Linked DNA regions of Mus musculus: regions 1, 2 and 3 are each linked to region 4. A link is a contact called in public HiChIP or PLAC-seq and promoter capture Hi-C data. All regions are on one chromosome and are shown on one strand. Each heading gives the region's core, a stretch centred on a gene start, on an enhancer-like site or on the middle of the called end of the contact. The rest is flanking DNA. Distances are from core to core; before and after follow the strand shown.

Evidence for each region. HiChIP or PLAC-seq counts read pairs in DNA pulled down with a chosen protein or histone mark. Capture Hi-C pulls out chosen DNA fragments and counts their contacts.
Region 1: an H3K4me3 HiChIP or PLAC-seq map of bone marrow-derived macrophages shows a contact between it and region 4, with 4 times the contacts expected there. The contact joins the promoter of Plppr2 here to the promoter of Zfp810 in region 4. A contact is called at or near these places in 2 of 39 promoter capture datasets (fetal liver and hematopoietic stem and progenitor cells), 1 of 484 Hi-C or Micro-C datasets (erythroblasts), 1 of 115 datasets of contacts at active chromatin or transcription factors (bone marrow-derived macrophages) and 1 of 9 other capture datasets (liver).
Region 2: a contact with region 4 is called in a promoter capture Hi-C map of liver. The contact joins the promoter of Swsap1 here to the promoter of Zfp810 in region 4. A contact is called at or near these places in 5 of 39 promoter capture datasets (the 3T3-L1 cell line, the C10 cell line, liver and 2 more), 3 of 484 Hi-C or Micro-C datasets (B cells, CD4 T cells and embryonic stem cells), 2 of 115 datasets of contacts at active chromatin or transcription factors (embryonic stem cells and large pre-B cells) and 3 of 9 other capture datasets (adipose tissue, liver and macrophages).
Region 3: an H3K4me3 HiChIP or PLAC-seq map of bone marrow-derived macrophages shows a contact between it and region 4, with 4 times the contacts expected there. The contact joins the promoter of Rgl3 here to the promoter of Zfp810 in region 4. A contact is called at or near these places in 1 of 484 Hi-C or Micro-C datasets (CD4 T cells) and 2 of 115 datasets of contacts at active chromatin or transcription factors (bone marrow-derived macrophages and microglia).

Annotation. Positions count from the first base shown.
Region 1 is chr9:21,935,191-21,939,925 of GRCm38.p6, forward strand. Plppr2 (phospholipid phosphatase related 2) reads left to right here and starts at 1,820. Exons shown (of 10, transcript NM_001290299.1): 1 at 1,820-1,968; 2 at 3,205-3,374; 3 at 4,109-4,188. The coding sequence starts at 4,123. Ccdc159 (coiled-coil domain containing 159) reads left to right here. Exons shown (of 13, transcript NM_025977.3): 12 at 340-438; 13 at 606-682. The coding sequence ends at 610.
Region 2 is chr9:21,951,995-21,957,165 of GRCm38.p6, forward strand. Swsap1 (SWIM type zinc finger 7 associated protein 1) reads left to right here and starts at 3,759. Exons shown (of 2, transcript NM_025870.1): 1 at 3,759-4,010; 2 at 4,683-5,171. The coding sequence starts at 3,768. Gm45914 (predicted gene, 45914) reads right to left here and starts at 4,012. Exons shown (of 1, transcript NR_132099.1): 1 at 3,290-4,012.
Region 3 is chr9:21,986,009-21,991,404 of GRCm38.p6, forward strand. It overlaps Rgl3 (ral guanine nucleotide dissociation stimulator-like 3), which reads right to left and starts at 3,445. Exons shown (of 19, transcript NM_023622.4): 1 at 3,357-3,445; 2 at 2,841-2,951; 3 at 2,038-2,267; 4 at 1,843-1,896; 5 at 1,491-1,705. The coding sequence starts at 3,389. Ccdc151 (coiled-coil domain containing 151) reads right to left here. Exons shown (of 13, transcript NM_029939.3): 11 at 4,794-4,949; 12 at 4,389-4,473; 13 at 3,863-4,236. The coding sequence ends at 4,118. Gm36414 (a long non-coding RNA gene) reads left to right here and starts at 3,488. Exons shown (of 2, transcript XR_379185.4): 1 at 3,488-3,631; 2 at 4,578-4,700.
Region 4 is chr9:22,304,630-22,309,391 of GRCm38.p6, forward strand. It overlaps Zfp810 (zinc finger protein 810), which reads right to left and starts at 3,009. Exons shown (of 8, transcript NM_145612.2): 1 at 2,920-3,009; 2 at 883-973.

The sequences.
Region 1 (4,735 bases), core at 570-3,069, 370 kb before region 4:
GTTGCTGTCTTCAGACACACCAGAGGAGGGCATCAGATCCCATTGCAGATGGTTGTGAGCCACCATGTGGTTGCTGGGAATTGAACTCTGGATTTTTAGAAGAGCAGTCAGTGCTCTTAATCACTGAGCCATCTTCAGCCCCCCTATGGCATGTTTTTAAGGGAACATTTAAAGGGTCACTGATATAATTTGGTATTACTTTCAGTCACCCAAGGGATGTGGGTGTCTGGATCATAAGTGAGTATGGTTTCACCTCAAGGGATGTGGTTTCCGTATTCCAAAGTTGCTAGTGAGTCATATTGAGGACCTGAGGGCCAGGATGGCACGTCTCTCCCACAGGCCAGAAAGGACACCAGTGCAAGAGCTCTCAGTGCCCCTCCTGGGACTCCGATTCAGACTGGGAGAGACCTTTCAGCAAGAGTGGATCCTACCCTCCCGGTACAGACCCTACTCAGCCCCTCTCCATCCCTTACCATCTGGCCCACTTGTGATTCCCACAGTGTAGGCCTCGAGGCTGGCACTCTATCTGGGCATTTGGTCCCTGGTTGGCAACCCTGAGTTCTCCTGGTTCAAACCAGACCACGACCTACCTTCTCTCCCTGTAGCTTGAGCAGCTGGGACTGCTTGCCCTGAAGATCCCTCCAGAGAGAAAATAAACTAGCTGAGACCTTTCTCCACCCTGGACTTTTGCACCTGCTGGTTCAAGAGTCTGGGGTCCTCCCCATGCCAGATAACTCTGTTATCTCAAAGGATGCAGAGACTGGCATGACAGTGAGACAAGACTTAGGGTGTAATTAGTTGGGCGTGTGATCCAAGGAGGTAGGTGGAAGTAAGCATATCACTTTAAAGTTAATACAGCAAGTATGAAACCAGCCTGAGCCACAGGCGACCTTGTCTCAAAAACAAAGAAATGAGCCAAACAAATGGCTCACTGGGCAAAGGCACTGGCCACCAAATCTGAAGACCTGAGTTTGATCCCAGGGACACTCATAAAGGTAGAGAACTGACTCATGCAAGTTGTCCTCCAATCTATAAATGCACACGGGCACACACCTTGATAAATAAATGTAATTAAAAAAATTTTTTTTAAAGACAGGGTTTCTCTAGCCCTGGCTGTCCTGGAACTCTCTCTGTAGACCAGACTGGCACGGAATTTATAGAGATTCATCTGCCTCTGCCCCCGGAGTGCTGGGATTAAAGGCATGTGGCCACTACTGCCCAGCAAATAAATGCAATTTTAAAAATTTAGAAAACACAAAATCAGGACACCGCTTGCCTAGCATGCAGGAAACTTTGCGTTCCAATCCTATCACACAAACCAGATGTGATGGAATAGGTCTGAAGTTCCAGCACTCAAGGAGATGGAGGCAGGAAAATCCAATGTTCAAGGCTAGTCTTGGCTACAAAGAAAACTGGAGACCAGCTTGAGCTGCCTGAGACCCTTTCTCAAACACAAAAATGGATCTGGGATGCCATGCGGAGAGGCGTACCAGAGAGTGTTCTTTGAAGAGGCCGAGCTCCTCTCTTCGCCTTTTCTACCTAGCTAGTCCTTACTCTATCTCCACTCTTTTTCCCTTCTAATCTCTGCTTCACGTCCTGCACCGCCTCTTTGATTCATGCAAATGAGCGTTTATAGCCCCGCCCCGACATGATCACAACTCCCCGCCCATCTGTGTTATGCAAATTAAGGGCCCAATGGCCCCGCCTGCCTGGCTAACAAGAGGCTTGGGCCCACTCCACACTGGGTTATGCAAATGTGATCGTGCTCCCGCCCCACTGGGTTATGCAAATAAGGCATCCTGTGGCCCCGCCCCCACCTCGATCACGGAGTCTGCGCGGAGCGGCAAGTCCGGCGGTCCAGACTTCATCTCGGTGTCCGCCTGCCTGACCAGCGATCTATCTGACTGTTCTACGGCGCCGGGACCGTGTAGAGGGAGCGAGGGTTCAGGCGGCGGCGGCCTAGACAGGGTGAGGGAGAAGCGTGGGCGCCCCCTCTTTTTAGCCCGGGGAGCTGCCCAGCCTGGACACGCAGGTCCAGACCATGGACATGGGTCCTTCTGATCCTTTCCCTGTGGGTCCATTGCGGCGAGGGGGGGCGAGGGCGATAGGGGGAGGGGAGGCGGCGATCTAGGGCTTTAGATGGGGTTGGGGGAGGGGAGTCTGGAGAAGGGGACCCCCCCCACCCGGGGGGAGACCTCAAGAGCCAGGCCACAGTGCTGCGAGGGTGGCTGTGGGTGAATGATGGTGTAGTTGCCCCTTGTTGGTGTGTGGTTGTGTAACTGGTTGTGTGGCTGTCTGGCTGTGATGGGTTCGGGTGTGTCCACTGATTGTGTGTGTGTGTGTGTGTGTGTGTGTGTGTGTGTGTGTGTGAGAGAGAGAGAGAGAGAGAGAGAGAGAGAGAGAGAGGAGAGAGAGAATATACACTGGTGTGTGTGTGTTGGTGTGGTGTCTAGTTGTGTGATCTGTCATTTTGTAGTTACTGTTGTATTCCTTCTGATGTTGTGTGTCTGTTTTGCAATCCGGCAGGTGTCTGCTCTTACCTGCCTTTTGTGTGTGCTGCAAGTCCCTGTCGCATATATCCCATATATCCCTACCTGACCATGTGGCTGAGACTGTGGGTGGCACACTGTCTCTGCTATGACTGTGGAGAGGGTGTTCATGTGTGTGATTGTCATTGAGCGCCTTGTAACTGGGGGTGTGACTCTGTGACCCATTCTGTGACTCTTATTGTGTGGAGTGACTCTGCTGTGATTCTAAGTGGTTAGCAACCTTGAGTCTATCTATGGTGGTGACTGTATCAGGACAGGGATTTGTGGGGGGCTGGGCTGTCTTTCTGTGTGTCTCTCTGACTGTGTCTTTGAGGGGGTATGTTCCATCCGTGTGGGTGTCTATGACAGGCCATATGCAAACTGTGTGTGTGTGTGTGTGTGTGTGTGTGTGTGTGTGTGTGTGTGTGTTTAGGGGTGCTGGGGATTTGTGTGAATGAGCAAATCTGGTTTGCTCAGCATGAGACAGGCACCCCACACAGTGTGCTTGGCTCTTGCTGTGGAATGGGTGGATGTCATGTTCTGAGATGTCCCTGTGTGTAGTGTTTGGGATGGAGGCCACGCCTGGGTTATATCTTATGTGGGAGTGCCCATATGGGTGACTCTGCACACCTGGAATCTGGTGACCCTCTCTCCAATATGTCATTCTGTGGAGTAGGCCTCAATGGAGCCCTGGATGCACAGTACCCACCTTCATCTGCCTGGGCCTCAGTTTCCACATCCGTGCAATGGAGATGAATGTTCTTGCCTTGCTGGCCTCACGGAGTGGCTGTGAGTTGGTGGCAGTGGAGGTGGATGCCTGGAAGAAGCCCTAGGGCTCTTTCACAGGTGAGACCAGGTGTCAGTAGGTATAAGCTGGCTTGACTGTATTGGCTACTGATGCCTTGGGAATTGAAGTTAGATGTAGGGGGGTTGGTAAGAGGAGACTGGAGAGGCAGCTGGCCTGGGAGGATGGGGGGTGTTCGAGGCAGCTGGGAGAGAGGGAGTGTCTGGCTATCAGCCCACACCAGATCCCACAGCCCATGGGGACAGGGGAGGGAGATGTGGAGGCCATGGTGGAAGAAACTTGGAGAAGGGAGAGGGCAAGAGGCCTGGGATTTCCTGGGCAAAGAAGATGAAGTTCCCTAAAATATGACAAAGGTGTGTACCAAGGAGAGAGGCACCCTTCTCTAAAGGCTGGTTAGAGGTTCCCATAAAAGGCATGGGGTCTGTAGAATTTCTTTAATTGAAGATGTCACTATAGAATCTTTTGAGAGAACCAACCTCTGCAGGTTGCTGTCTGACCTCCACATGAACTGTGTGACACACATGCACAGACTCAACAAATAATAAATGTAACTAAGAAAGAAAGAAAGAAAGAAGAAAGAAGAAAAAGCCTTAGCTCTCTAGTAGGCCTCAAAGCCTACTAGAAGAGGCAGGAATCTCCAGTGAGCAGGAGCAGGGGCCAGCAAGGTGGGAGCTGAACGCAGAGTACAGCCAGGATAAAGAGCAGACCCAGAACTCCATGAAGGCTCACTGTCTCAGTGATGCGCCCCCAAGTTCCCCCGCCTCTCCCTCCACAGGCCCCAGCTTCGCCATGGCTGGAGGGAGACCTCACCTGAAGCGGAGTTTCTCTATCATCCCTTGCTTCGTCTTTGTGGAGGTGAGAACCTCAGAGCCACTCTGAGAAAGGACTCTGTCCCTCTGTCCCTCTGTCCCTCTGCCCCTCAGTCCCTGTCCAGCCTATCTCCCTGCTCCTGCCCCACACTCATCTCCCCACCTTTCTGGCTCCAGCCAGTCCTACCTCTGGCTCTGACCTCTTACACCCCATTACCTCAGCACCTCTGCTGCTGCCCCCTCTCTCTTGAGGCGTGGTGGCAGGACTGGAACCAGAAGCATTCCTCTCTGGATTCTGGCCCTATTTTCCCCTAACCCATCACACTTCGGGACTTTGCATGCCTGAGCCTCAATTTCTTCATCTCTAAAATGTGCATAATTAACAGGGCATGGTGGCACATATGTGTAACCTCAGCTGAAGGAGAAAGATTTTAGGGAAGTCAGGGCCAGCCTGGCCTACATGAGACTGTCTCAAAAAAATGTGTGTATATATATATATATATATATATATATATATATATATATATATATATATATATAGACAGAAAGAGAGAGAAAAGAATGCAAGGCACAGCCATTGTAATGCATACTTG
Region 2 (5,171 bases), core at 2,509-5,008, 350 kb before region 4:
AGGAAGATGAGGAGAAAATGATGATGATGATGATGGTAATGGTGATGATGTTTGGAGAGATGTCCCTTCAGACGTTAATAGCACTTGCGGCTCTTCTTGGGGACCTGGGTTTGGTTTCCAACACTCACATAGTGGGTCACAATCATCTGTAACTCCAATTCCAGGAGATCTAATGCCCTCTGCTGGCCACCATGGGCACTGCACATTCATGGTGTGTGTGTGTGTGTGTGTGTGTGTGTGTGTGTGTGTGTGTGTGTATGTGTGTGTGTAGAGCAAATGGCAGCCAGACCTAGTACTGCAGCCTGCAATCCCAGCTCTTTATGAGATTGAGACAGAAAGGTCATGAGTTCAAGGCTTGCCTGGACTACACAGTACGTTCAAGACCAGACTAGGCAACTTAGGGAGATGAAAGTCTCAATTTAAAAAGAAAATGAAGGACTGGAGAGGTGGCTCAGTGGTTAAGGTCACTGGCTACTCTTCCAGAGGTTCTGAGTTCAATTTCAGCAACCACATGGTGACTCACAACCATCTGTGATGGGATCCAATGCCCTCTAATGGTGTGTCTACAGTGTCTACAGTGTCCTCATACATTAGAAAAGAAAAGAAAAGAAAAGAAAAGAAAAGAAAAGAAAAGAAAAAAGGACAAGCAGTGGTGCACGTCTTTAATCCTAGCACTCAGCAGGCAGAGGCAGGAGCATCTCTGAGTTTGAGGCCTAGCTGACAGAGCAAGTGCCAGGACATCCAGAGCTACATAGAGAAACCCTGCATAAGAAAAAAAGAAAGTAGTAAATAAGTTAATTCAATAAAGAGTAAAATAAGCAGGAAGGGAGGCTGGAGAAGAACAGCACACATTGCTCTTGCAGCGGGCCTGGATGCAGTCCCAGCACTCATATGGTGGCGCAGCCTTGACTTCTAAGGGCACTAGGCTCACATGGTGCACATAGTGCCACATAATGCATATGGGCAAACTTTTATAGCCATAAAACAAAAATAAACAAAAAAATTAAGTGGGGCTGGGGGGAAAAAAAAGAGGGCCAGGGCTGTGCTCTGCTCAGTGTTCCATGTTCTTTGTGCTTAGCTCAGTGCTCCATGTTCACTTGGCACAGGTGGGGTCCTGAGTGATGAGGGGAAGAGAGGGAGGAGAGACCAAACCAGCAACCAGCCAGCCAAACAATCAAATAAACAAATAAACAAACCCAGAGCTAGACAGAGCCCATAGAGCCAACCCTTCCGGTAAGGCACGTGAAAAGACCCGTGGAGAGTGTGCTGTTGTGATCTGTGCACTTAAAGCTTTGCAGTGTCAGGCTGTGTCTGGGTGGGGGCTGGAGGCTGAAGCATCAGACTTCCTACAACAGTATAACTGTGCTCAGGATGTCTGAAGAATCCCCACCACATAGTCTTCTCAACCTGTGTCCTAGTGTGTGTGTGTGTGTGTGTGTGTGTGCGCGTGCGCGCGCGCAAGGGTCAGGGTGTGGAGTATAAAGTGGGAATATTGTATGGAATGCTTTGTGTCAGGGTTCAGCTGTTTATGTGTGTGGGGGCAATAGAACTCTGAATGCCATAGCATGTGTGTGCATGTGTGTGCATGCAGGGTGTGTGTATGTGCATGGTATGTGTGTTCTGGGGTGTGCATGTGTGTGTGCAGGGTGTGTGTGTGTGTGTGCTCAGGGTGAGGGTGCCCAGCTGTGTGTGTGGGTGTACTGGGGGATGTTGTGAAGCTGTTTTCTGTCCCCAGAGGGAAAGAGTAAGCTCAGGAAATCACAGTTCCGCCCTGTTCCTGGGTCTCCAGGCAACCGTACCACTTTGAAGTTACTAGGAGACAAGGTTTCCAGGGAAACAGGCTTGAGTGACAGCTCACGAGCCAAGTTTGGGTGAAGAGACTGGCTGAGAAATCAGGATCACCCACCACTCACCTTGGTTCCCTCAGTTCTTCCTCTTTCATTCAGTGACTTGACAAGAATTGCACTTTTCCAGTGTGGTCATAGACTCTTGTGAATGAAGCCCTCATTCTCTCTTCTCTCTCTCTCTCTCTCTCTCTCTCTCTCTCTCTCTCTCTCTCTCTTTCTACACACACACAATTTTCTCTCTCCTCTTAATACAAGCAGGCATTAAGAAGGTCCCAGGCCAAAAAGAAAGTTAGATGACAGGCCTCTTAAAGGGCCCTCATACAGGGAACCTGGGAGAGGTCTCAGTATGTACAGTGCAGGATGTACAGGCACGAGCCTGAGAGTCGACCCATTTAAACACTGGACACAGGATCGGTCTCGTGGTGGGGCTGTGACGGTCATCCAGTCTGACATACACAGCAGTGAACAAGACACACTGTGCAAATGAGCTAGAAGGTAAGGACTGACCTCCACACGCTAGGTGGCACAGGTAATCCTGCACACGCCCACACAAAAAAAGATTTTTAAAAAATCCCAGAAATCGGGGCCAGTGAGATGGCTTAGAGGACTCTTGCCACCAGCCCTGAAGATCTGTCATCCAGGGGCTGGCGAGATGGCTCAGCGGTTAAAAAACACTGACTGCTCTTCCAGAGGTCCTGAGTTCAATTCCCAGCAACCACATGGTGGCTCACAACCATCTACAATGGAATCTGATGATCTCTTCTGTCATGTAGGTGTACATGAAGACAGAGCACTCATATACATAAAATAAATAAATAAATCTTTTTTTAAAAATCTGTCATCCAGGGGACACACATGGTGGGGTAGAAAGAACTGCATCCCATCCCAGAAGTTGTCCTCAGAGTGCATGCACTCTGTGTCAATGGGAGTATATACACACTCACACCAACTAAATAAATGTAATCACCCCTCCCCCCATGGAGGGCAGAGTGCCTGCTCAGCATGGACAAAACCCCGAATTTCACCCCCAGCCTTGTATTAACTTATCATAGTGGCACAGGCTAAAATGTCTGGGACCCTACCAAAAAATAAAATTCCCCATATTCAACTATGCAGAGACAAGCAAACAGGTCTCTGTGAACTTTGCTTCGGTGACATCAGCAATTGTTCACACCAACGCATTACAATGATCACATGGAATCACAATATTCATTTTGCAGGTGGGCAAGCTAAAAGTCTGGTTATCATCATCATTATTATTATTTTTAAAGATAGGTGCTCATGTAACTCAGGCTGGTTGCAAACCTCAATATATATCTAAGGGAACCTACTTTTTTTTTTTTTTTTTTTTGAGACGGTTTCTCTAGACTGGCCTTGATCTTAAGAGATTCACCTGCCTCTGCCACTCAAGTACTGGAATTAAAGGTGCGCGACACCACCGACCGGCTTCTACTTTTTTTAATGTTTAGATTTATTTTTACATGAGTGTGTGTATAAGCGCGGGGCCATAAATATATGGGTGCCACGTGTCCGCGGAGTCCAGAAGAGGGCGTCGGATTCCCTCACACTGTACTTGTGCATGGCTGTGAATCACCTAGTAGATGGTGGGAACTGAACCCGGGTCTTTTGGAGGAGCAGCCAGTGCTCGTAACGACTGAGCCATTCTCTACAGCTCCGACCTAGAGCCTGGGCGTCTCTTTGGAGCACGTTTGGACCCTCGACCTTCCTTTCCTTTTAATCGATCACACGGCTTCTTGCAGCAATTCCCTCAAAGTACCCACTTCCTCCACGCTCCGTGTTTTGATCATTGGCTGACAGCTCCAGCGACGAACTTAGTCTGTGAACTATAGCCAATGAGGCCTCTGTGTGGGCGGGCCCAAGATGAGATATCGCTTTTGATTGGTCAGCGGCACTCAGCAAATGGCGGAGGCGCTGAGGCGGGTGCTGAATGCCGGCTGCGCGGCAAGGCCAGGAGAGGATGGCGCTGCCGGGCCGCCATTGCTGTTGCTCGGCGCTCCGCGCTCTGCGCAGACGTCGCTGCTGTTTGCAGCCGCCCTTGAGGCGGCAGGGGAAGGCCGCGGGTCCGTCCTCTTCGTGACGCGAAGGCCCCTTCAGAGCCTGCCGCTCAGTACACCCACAGCGCGAGAGCATTGGCGGCTCCAGGTAAACGGAGGGCTGGACCTGGCAATGCGTTACCCAATGGCGGGCTAGTTCGCGCCTGAGTGACAGTTCGATAGGCAAATGGCAGCGTGAATCGTAGATTCACAACTAAATCGTCATAAAGCGTCTGTGGAAGTGGTGGGTGGAAGAGGCGGAGTAGGGTCGTGGGACGGGACAGTGCGGGTTTAGTTAAGATGAAGTGAAAGACCGTCCTGTGGTCGGGCGGCATTGGTGAGCATGGGTGACAAACCAAAACAAACCACCAAAAACAACAACAAAAAAATACGGACTGGGATTAACTGAACAGAGAATTTACCTAACATGCGCGAAGCCCTGGGTTCTTTCTATCCCTTTAACCAGACTTGATAATATATGCCTGGGATTCAGTTCTCAGAAGTGTCAGGCCATCCTTGGCTACAAAACGCGTTTGCGATCATCCTGGGTCACATGAGGCCCTGTATTAAAGAAAAAAAATGTTTTTTCCTTAAATAATCTTGAGCAGTGACAACTGCTGGAGAAGGGCAGGTGACAAGGGTGAAGTATTTGAGCTGGTGCTTCATCCTGGAACTTTATATATGGACCATGAGAGCCTAGACCGGAAAGTATAGAAGTGAGGTAGCCATAATAGGGAGTTTTGACCTCCTATATTAAGTCTAGCCTTTTCCTATCTTCTAGAAGGTTCGTTTCCAGTACCCATCCTCAATTCAAGAGCTTCTCCAGCTGCTGGCCTCTGCCCATGAGGCCCCAGCACCGACCCCATCCCTTCTACTCCTGGACGGCCTGGAAGAATATCTCGCAGAGGATCCCAGTGCCCAGGAAGCCGCCTACTTGGCTGCATTGCTTCTGGATACTGCTGCCTTCTTTAGCCACCGTCTTGGAGCCAATGGCAGTTGTGGGCTTGTTGTGGCCCTTGAAACCCAGAAAGAAGCAGAGGCCGATGCCCCACATCTGCCATTACTTAAGCGATATTTTCCTGCACAGTGCTGGTTGCAGCCAGATGCCCTAGGCTTGGGACAGCATTGCTGCCTTCGAGCCAGCCTAGAGTTGGGCAAACTGAGCCCTAGGACAGAGTGGTCAGTGAGTTTCTTACCCTGTGGAGAGATGAAGGTCACCCCATGGCTTGCCCAGGCTTCTAAGCTCAGCCCAGAGAAGAAAGATTCAAGT
Region 3 (5,396 bases), core at 2,195-4,694, 320 kb before region 4:
ACTGTGTGTGACTCTAGTTCCAGGGGATTGGATGTCTTTTTCTGCCCTCCACTGGCTGGCACTGCAAGCACAGGGTGCACTTAAAGCAGGAAAGCCCCTCTAACACATGAAGTATAAACAAATCTTTTAAAAAACAAAGGAACAACAAAAGCTACAATAGTAGCAAAAGTTAATACCAGGTACTGTGGTGCTTGTAATCCCAGCACTGGGGATATGAAGGCAGGAAGGTCAGAAGTTCAAGGTTATCTTTGCTACATATTGAGGCCAGCCTGGGCTACATGAGGGCCTGTCTTGGAAAAGAAAACCACTTACTAATAATATGATTGGTCAGATGGGCCAGTCATTAAACCACAGAACCCATAGAAAGGTAGGAGAGAACAGATTCCAAGGGATTATACCTTCTGTGGCTTGCAAGAATCCATATGCCTGGGTCACACACACAATGACAATAAATACAAATTCAACAAAACACCAAGACATTTGGCCAGCCCTTACTGCTTACTGATTTTGTTAGATGTCCTTCCCAGGAGGGTGGGAACCCAAGTCCACTGTTTCGAGGCCAGAGCTAGTGGTTCAACATTTGTTAAGTGGAGACTCCACGAGGCAGGTACATGATCACTCCCACTTAAGGGAGCTGGTCTCAGAGAGGGGAAGAGACCTAACAGAGGCCACATAACGGTAGGCCTGGGATTTGAACCCAGGTTACTGTTCTAGGCTGGGTAAGCACTCAGCCACTAAGTGACATCCCAAATCAGAGGACAGAGGATCTCTGCATGCAGGAGGACACTAGGCAACTGCTAAATGTGTGATCAGGTGGAGAAAACAAGGTTATTTAGTTTAAAATTAAAGGCCTTGCCCACGCGGCTAGAGAAATAGCTCAGTGGTTACATGTTTGCCCATGAAAGTGTGAGGACCTGAGTTCAGATCCTCAGCACCCAGGAACAGTTGACTGCAAGCCAAACCCTGGGCAAGAGGCCCTTGGGGCTCAATAGCCAGGCAGTCTAGCCAAATGGGTGAGTTCCGGGTTCAAGAAGAAACCTTGTCTCCAATCCTAAGAGACAGCAATAGAGGAAGACACCTAGTATTGTCTCTGCCTTCCACATTCATGTGCACACATGTGCATGTACACCCACACACATGAACACATGCATAGACCACAGGAAGGAAGGAAGGAAGGAAGGAAGGAAGGAAGGAAGGAAGGAAGGAAGGAAGGAAGGAAGGAGAAGGAAGGAGGGAGGGAGGGAGGAAGGGAGGAAGGGAGGGAGAGAGGGAGGGAGGGAGGGAGGGAGGGAGGGAGGGAGGGAGGGAGGGAGGGAAGAGAGTTTTGTCCAAGAGCTGGGGGGTGTGGCTCAGGGGTATAACGTTTGCACAAAAGTCTGAGTTTATTCCCAAGCACCAAAATAAATAAATAAAATGTATTCGGGGTCTGTCATTTGGAGCTGGGCAGGTGGTATTCTCTCAGAATGTCACCTGAATTGACTGTCCCTTACCTGACCAAGCCAGTCGCTTTTCCTCCTCTGTCTGCTCTCCCTTAGCCTCCTTCAAGAAATCTTCTAGAAGTTTCTCTGCTTCCCTGGCTTCTGCCCCTCCTGGGGCTGCCCAGCCCAAAAAGATTCGGACATTGCCTAGGTTCTGATGATCAGGGGGATCCCGGAAGTCCTGAGGATGATTTCGCAGCCAAGAACCCAGCACCGAAACTACAGCCCTGAACAGAGGGGTGTGTGGCTCAAAATTGAGTCCAAGGATCTAAACGTTCCCAACCTTGCAGTCGTCAGACCCGACCTTGAGATCCCTCCCCCACGCTCCCTTGGGTCGAGGGTGTGGACGGGAATGGAAACCGACCTCAGGTTCTTGCTGAAGTTCAGATCTTGTCCCTCTGTCCTCTTGCTGTCTACCCTGGGAAGAAAGCCTCTATCAGATGGGAACAGAGCTATAGGGCGTTAGGACCTCGGTTCTAAATTTGAGGTGTATGTGTGTGTGCGCAGGTAGATGGGGTTCTGGGGATGGGGACATGCGGGTCTCCTGAAAATGACTGACCCAGCAGGAGGTGGTGGCGGCGGCGGTGGCGGGGGTAGCAGAAAACCCAAAACGCGGGCTGTGGGTACAAAGGCCCGGTGGGTGGCCAGGAAGGCAGGCACGAAGCCAGGATCCTGCTCGCGGTCTCCGGACACCAACTCATGCACCAGCCGCTCCAGTCGGGCGGCCCTCAGCGCCCGCACCTTGCTGGTTCGGTAATGAAGGAAGGTGTCGGTAGCCGGGATGGGGGTCTGCGGGGGAGTGGGGCAGTGAATGAAATAAGGTGAGGAGCGTTCCAAGCACCTTGTTTCCAATTATACCCATCTCTGGCACTTTTTTTGGGGGGGTGTGACTGTGTCCTTTTCTGAAACTCCGAGACTCCCTAAATATACACCAATCATGCAATGCTCACATCAACCCCGCAGGACACCCCACTACTCTAGCACTTCCCTCTGTGCCCTCCTCACCCCGCCACCCCAGGCTTCAGGCAGTTTTGCAGCCAAGCTTCACTGGCCAAGCCTGAGTCCCACCCATCACCACCTGGCCGCTCCTCCGTTCTGCTTTCCTGCACCCTGCCGGTCAGTTTCGCCTTTGGGGGGAGCGCTATCACCTGGCCCCACCCCGTTTCCTGGATTCAAACCAAGTCACCTGGCCGCCCCCAGGCCCTTTCCACACACCTGGTCGCCTCTTAGCTCCGCCCTTCCTCCTGGCCCCGTAGTTCTAGGGAGGCTCACCCTCAGCTCTCCAGCTTCCCCCTCTCCTCCCAACTCCCAGGCCCCTGAGCTGAGTCCGCCCTCACTTGCTCGCCTCAGTCCCTTCCTCACCTGGCCTTCTCCAGACCTCTCTGGGGTCGAGCGCTGGCTGCGCTGCCGCCGCAGGGAGACGCTGTACACGGCGCCATCCTCGGTCTCCTCGCCCCAGTCCTGCAGCGGCGCCTGGATGTGGAGGCGGGCTCAGGGAAGTCCCTCCGGCTTCAGCCCCCTGCCTTTATGTTTGGCCCACTTTCCCGAACAGAGTATTCAAGACTCGGGGTGGGATCCCAGGTCTTCGCCACGGATACCCTTCTCCCAGGTCTTGAGTGGATGGAGTATCATTTGGGGATATCCCAGAGTCCAATGTCACAAAGAATCTGTCACCTCCTCCTGAGATTCCTCAGACCCCCGTCCCCATCCCCCAAACTAGCCGCTTCACGGGGTCAGGAACTCTGAATCCCCAAATGGGGACTCCAAGGCACATCCATTTTGCAGAAAGATTAGAAAACGAGGGGCGGTCGCCTGGAGTTTCTGAATCTGGGGGTACACTAGGGACGTGGGGTCCGAGGATCCCCAGCTTCCTCTTACCAGGGCCAGCTCTTTGCCCGCTGTCCTCTCCATGGCCCCGGTGCCCGTCCTGCTCCCTGGCGCCGCTGAGTGAAGCGGAAGGGCCAGCGGGCAGTGGGGCGGGGCAGCCGAGCGTCCAGTCGTGGGGCGGGGCTGGGCAAGGCGGTCCCACAATTCCAGAGGTCCCCAGCCGGACCCCATCCCCGCACCCAGGCTAGCCTAGAAGTCCCGTTCCTTCCCAGAAGTGCGGGTCAATCTGTCACTCAGACATATGGGTGCAGGGGACACGACAACAGGTCTGTGTCCCTGGGAGGGAAGTGCTTTATACTAGGTTGGGGTTGATCAATCCCAGGTGTCGAGGGTGTCTCCTATGTCTGGAGGAGAAGGAGGGCACACTGAATCTGTACCATAGGTGATGGAAGCCATGCCATCTCAGGCTAGAAGCCGCGAAGTGTCTGTGGCCCTGCATTTTGTGGGGGCAGCCTTTTGGGGGCGGTGCAGGGTCAAAAAGAGGTGAATACCCAGGGGGTTGTTCAGTGACCTTTATTGCGCGATTCCGAGGCGGGCACCAACCCGCCTCGAGAGATTTACTGTGGGAACTTCTGGCTCGGCCTTTTCTCTCCTCCGGGCGCTGCTGGCCTGCGGTGCTCCCTGCTTGAGCTTCCTCCAAGCCCTTGAAGGAGCCTCCGGGGCTCCCAGACACACACCACCCGTAGGTGGACCCAGAGGGTCGGAGGGCTCCCTAGAGTCCCGGAGGCATCCGATAGGACTTGACTGCGAGTCTAAGATCTGCGCAACCTATTGCGCTTCTTGCTGCGGGCTTCGATTAACTTCTGGGAACGGAGCTTGAAGGCAGCGCGGGTCACCACATCACGGTCATCATCCTCACTCTCCTCTTCATCTACAGAGAGAGGCAGGGGTGGGTGATGGGGAGGGTGAGGGACCGTTTCTTTTTCCCTTCCCAGCCTTCGCCACACCATGCACCTCCTCCTTGGCCTTGACTTAAGGCCACCTCGCGCCCCTCCCATTCATCCCCCTTTGGCCCACACTGACCAAAGAACTTGTCCTTGACACTGGCGACGGGCAGAAGGATGCGGGTGTTGTATAGGGGCAGCTTTCCTTCTAGCGTGGCCAGGAACTGCGGGGGGGGGGGGTAGGGGGAGGCCGGAGAGAGATGTGGGATGGCAGTGAGGCTCTGTTCCACCTCCGTGCACCTTACATTGAGTTTCTACCGGATTCTAGGTGGAGATCACTGCCCACCCTTCGCTGCCTGGTTTCGGAGGCCCTGCCACCTGAGATCCACCCAGTCCAGGCTTCGCTACTCTGGTTATGAAGCTCACGCCCATTCAGCACCTGTTTCCTATGTCAGTCTGCTCTCTGATTTTCGACCCTCCCTCCCCCACCCCCACCCCCACCCCCTGCCTTGGTCCCCACTGGCCGCGGAGGATGTGTGTGAACCTCTCGGTCTGCTATGTGTCGCAGCAACTCAGGCACGTCCTGGCTCTCCAGTTGGTCCTGCAGTTTCAGCAGCTTTTCCTGGACAACTACCAGCAGATTGTAAGCGTAGTCCTCTGAGTCCCGGTCTAACTTCTTTCCTGCCAATACCGTATCATCCTGTGGTGGGGACGGGCCAAGTTAGCTGAGAGATACCGTGCACCTAGGTGGGGACACGATTCACCCAACAAGTGGGCTTTCATAGCTTTGAGGTGCGTGTCTACCACTACTGGGCAGGGCCTCTAAAATGAAAACCTAGCCTTGAGGGTGGAATCTTTGAATCTGAGCTACATGGAGGTCTCTTTGAGATTAATGACACGACCTAGGCCAGTGTGAGGGTGGTTTTCTGAAGAAATGGAGCTCTTGTGGACAAAGTGGGACCTTCTTCACCCAGGGCCGCACCGCCCCATAGACATGGGACACCTGAGTTGGGCTGATGGTTGCCCATTAGAGTCAGAGTTTGAGACTGAGCAAAAGAGGACTTCCCCCGGAATGTAGGACCAAGACAGCGATGCATGGTGTGGAACTTTGCATTCTGGGCAGGAGACAGGGCTGGGAGCCTATGGC
Region 4 (4,762 bases), core at 1,759-4,258:
AAATCTAGATATCCGTATTGCTCAGAGATTTAAAGATTCAATACTCATCTTAATACAAAAGATCATCACAAAAATGTTGTCCTACACAGTGTCCTCAACATATACACTAAAAGCCCCAAACTGTCAACATAATTTGATTGTGAAGAGCACACTTAGGCTAGACACGGTGATGCCTGCCTTTAATCCTAGCACTCAGCTGGATCTCTGTGAATTTAAGCCCAACCTGTCCCACAGAACAAGCTCCAAGCTACCTAGGGCCACAGAGTGAGGCCTGTCTCAAAAACTACCACCACCAGCAAAACATCCTTGTAAGAACTGGCATCAAACTACAGGATCACAGTGACCGACTCTGCAGGGAGACAGCACAGTAAGGGTCACGGCCACCAGTGGGACAGAATGAGCAACCCCGCAACAAAAGCATGCACACTCAGGGTTATACTGGAACTGAATGACACTCCAAACTCCAGGGGCAACAGTCTTGGTCAATAATCTATTCAACTGCCTTTGGACAGAGCCCAGTATCAGAAAATAAGGTCATCAGGGACATGTCCTAGAAGGGCTACTGGAGTGTCCTCACCACCCCACCCCTTCCTGCTTGCTGGCTGCAGTGAGGTAACCAGTTTTCACACATACGCACCCCACAAACACAGAGTTCCTGGCTGCAGTGAGGTAGCCAGCTAAGCTCTATGTTCCTTCTCACTACAGAGACGGCATGACATGATCAGGTAACCACTCACTGAATGCTCTGCAAACCTCTCAGGAGATGATGGGGGGAGTGCACCCCATAATCACATTGCACAGACAGCAGGGACCTAGACTAGCCCAAGTATGCAGGCTATAGATTTCCCTCCCCTGGATGTGGGAGCCAGACCACAAACTCACCATTTCCAGCTTCCAGGGAATAGAGTTCCTCCCTTGGGCCTTCTGGAAGTAGTATGTCATGAGGATTTCCCAGGAAAACTCGAGTCTACATCTGCAAAACAATCAAGGTTACCTGATTTTTTTTTTTTTTTTTTTTTTTTTTTTTTTTTTTTTTTTTTTTTTTGAGACAGGGTTTCTCTGTGCAGTCCTGGCTGTCCTGGAACTCACTCTGTAGACCAGGCTGGCCTCGAACTCAGAAATCCGCCTGCCTCTGCCTCCCAAGTGCTGGGATTAAAGGCGTGCGCCACCACGCCCGGCTGGTTACCTGATTTTTAATGGAGGTGTTGTAATACAGAAGTAAGACTGCATTGGCAACTTTACAGCTTTATTCTAGTTGAGCTTCAGCTGACAAGACTTCGTCAGACTCCAGAGGAAGGGGTCCTGCAGAGGGGGGGGGGGGGCTTCCTTTCTCTTCCCATTTGCCTTAAGGTTTCTCCTTTCTATCCGGTCTGTCTTTGCCTTCACTCTTCACATCTCCTCAAACCTGAGTCCTCCCTCAGAGCTGATCTTCAGGATCAGATCTCTTTTCAGTTGTCCCATCCTCAAATCCCTTTCCATCAACTCTTTCTCAGATTGAGGCATCCTCTCCCTCAGACCCTTACTTCCTCCCTCAGGCCCTGGCCTCCTCCCTCAGGCTCTGGCCTCCTCCCTCAGATTGTCACCTCCTCTCTCAGGTCCTGGTTTCCACCCTCAGGCCCTCACCTCCTCCCTCAGGCCCTTATTTCCTCCATCACACCCTGCCTTCCTCCATCACACCCTTTCTCAGGCCTACATCCCTCCTACAGACTCCTCAGTTCTTCATTCATCCTCTGAGACTATAGGGGTATTGGCAAACACTGTCTCTCCCATCCCTTTGGGAGTCTCCTTGAGTCTAGTAGACACCAACTTCTGAGTTCTATGACTACCCTGGCTGACCAGTGACAGGCACTGAGGAAGTCATTCATACTTAGAACCATTCCCTGGCCTCAACTTACCATTCAGTAAAGTGTCCAGAGAGCCTCTATCCCATCTCTACTTAGGGTTGAGAGTCGCAGCAAGGAGAGCTATTGGCTCTAGGCTTCATAGAACAGCCAACAGAGAAATGCAAACAGAGGTGGGGAAAGAAAGACGGCCAGGGAAGCAGAGTGCTGGTTCATGTGCTCAGGGAGATCCATCCCTCCCCTCCGCCTGCCAGGCGGCTTTCTGCTTCAAGAGATGCTTGTTGTCACCTCTGCAGAGGTGAGGGGTTTACCTTTCTCTACTTTCTCGGTCCCTAGGTCTTCAATTCTTTTTTTGCCTCTGGGAAGAAACCTGGACACCTAGATTCTCAGCCCAAGGCATTGACATTCCTGTTCTGTGGGGGCTGGGCTGGCGACAGAGCCACTTCCCTAGTATGCATTTCCTAGGCTCCATCACAGAGAACGTAAGGTATTCAGAGAATAGGTAGGTACTCAGATTCCAACCCATGCCCTAGAGAACGGGACCCAAGAAAATACATGCCCTGAGGGGAAAAGGTGAGAAATCAAGGGACTAGCGTCTAAAATCAGTACAGTTAAAAACTAAATACTAAAATCAGTACAGTTAAGAACACCCTTCAGTGCGATCCTGAAATTCAGAAACAAGCCACAGAGCAAGGGGCATACAGGGCTGAAGGTGATGGGGCTGGGTCGTGCAGAGTCGCGGGGCCAGGAAAATCCTGGGGCAACCCTTCACTGGGGCCAGGTAACCTGGGGGGTCGGTTGCTGGCACTGTCCAGCTGACACAAGTCCTTTCAGAACAGCTGGTTGCAAGAATGTGCCGCAAGCCCCAAACCCCGCGGGGGACTTCGGTCCAAGGACCGTGACCTGCGCTCCAGTATCCCAGCCAGGGAGAGCACAGCGGCGGGACTCGAGTCCCCACGCGAGGACCAGGGACGCGACAGGACACTCGGGGGGCCCAGCCCCCACCCCACAGCTGGGGTGCGGAGGGCTCGGGCTTCGGACTCTGCAGCCGCCGGCTCCGCGGGGACGCCGCGCTCACCATGGCGGAGTCGAGACACCCCGCGTCCTCGCTGCGCGGCGCAGACCCGTGCCGGTACCGACAGAGTCCCCCGAACCTGGGACACCGGCTCCAGATCCCAAGATGGTGGTATGCTGTCACGTCAGAGACAAAGGCCGGACCGCCAAAGCCCGCCCCCTTCCCTTTGTCTATGCGCCCGATTGCGCGTTTCTCACCCCGGCGCCTTCGATTGGACAGGGTTTCAGTTCTCATCCGGCTCAGACCTGACTGACAGAAGCTGGCACCAATCCATGAGTGCATAAAGCAAGCCAACTTTATTCCCACCGTTTAAAAATGACAACTTCTCGCTCCGCAGGTATCCTGAGGTATGGCATCCTGTGCAAGAGCCCACCGCCACCTGAACGCTTGCATTTAGCCTTGTACAAAGGGCGGAGATATCGTCCTAGGGTCTGGATCGAGTTCAATCTCCTTTGCCAATTAAAGAAGTGAGACAGGACCAGCACCGCAGGTAGCAACAGGAAAATAATCTGGCCCGACAGTGGTGGCGCACGCCTTTAATCCCAGCACTTGGGAGGCAGAGGCAGGTGGATTTCTGAGTTCGAGGCCAGCCTGGTCTACAGAGTGAGTTCCAGGACAGCCAGGGCTACACAGAGAAACCCTGTCTCAAAAAACCAAACCAAACCAACAAACAAAAAATAAAAAATAGGGCTGGTGAGATGGCTCAGTGGGTAAGAGCACCCGACTGCTCTTCCGAAGGTCCAGAGTTCAAATCCCAGCAACCACATGGTGGCTCACAACCATCCGTAACGAGATCTGACTCCCTCTTCTGGAGTGTCTGAAGACAGCTACAGTGTACTTACATATAATAAATAAATCTTTTAAAAAAAAAAAAATAAATAAATAAATAAATAAATAAAAACCTCAGACACAGTAGGTAGCAGCAACAGGTATCAAATTTTAATAAAAGTTAAAAAGCACCGCCGGGTGGTGGCGGCGCATGTCTTTAATCCTATCACTCAGGAGGCAGAGGCAGGCAGATTTCTCAGTTCGAGGCCAGCTTGGCCTATAGAGTGTTCCAAGAACCAGGGATACACAGAGAGATCCTGTCTCTAAAAAACAAACAAACAAAGCACACAAACATAGCCAGGCACATCCAGACCGAAGCAGAAAAAGGACAACACTTTTTCCCCTTGGGTTTTGAAATATTTTGGAGGCTAACCATGAGTCCCCCTTTCCCTAGTTTAGGATTGGTCAGTTACAAAGAAGAGTATCTGATAGGCCCATAGCTATAGGTAAACAAATCCCTGTCTGGCCTTGAGCATCCAGAAATGGGTCATTGCAGCCAGAGTAGAGGTGGGGGGAGTGGGGGATGGGGTGAGGAAAAAGCCAGAAATTTGCCATTTTTGTTCTTTAAGGTCCCCTTTTCTGTCTGTCTGCCTGTCAGAGATGTGTCTAGTTCCTGATCCCTTGGTTATATCATCTTATGAGTTATTTTTAGGTATATCTTACACAAATGGGAAGTATTCGACCAGCTTTATAAATTCCATGCACATTCTTTCCAACTTTGCTCTTTTGAGGCGAAAGGCTGTGCTTTGAAATGGGCAGCAATCCCCTAAAACCCCAGTGTCTGATACAAATAAAGTGGGGGACAAATTATAAAATGTCTTAAAGTGAGGTTCTCCTCCTTCCCCTGATGGCCTGTCCCCAGCTTTCATATTAGATATGTCCTCAGAAATCTAAATAAAAATGTTGTAATATTCACATAAAGAAATCAAAAGTAATGAAATGGATTATAAAAACAACCATTCAAAAAGCCATGATATGTTTTCATTTCTCATGGTGGGAAAAATTGAAACATATGAAT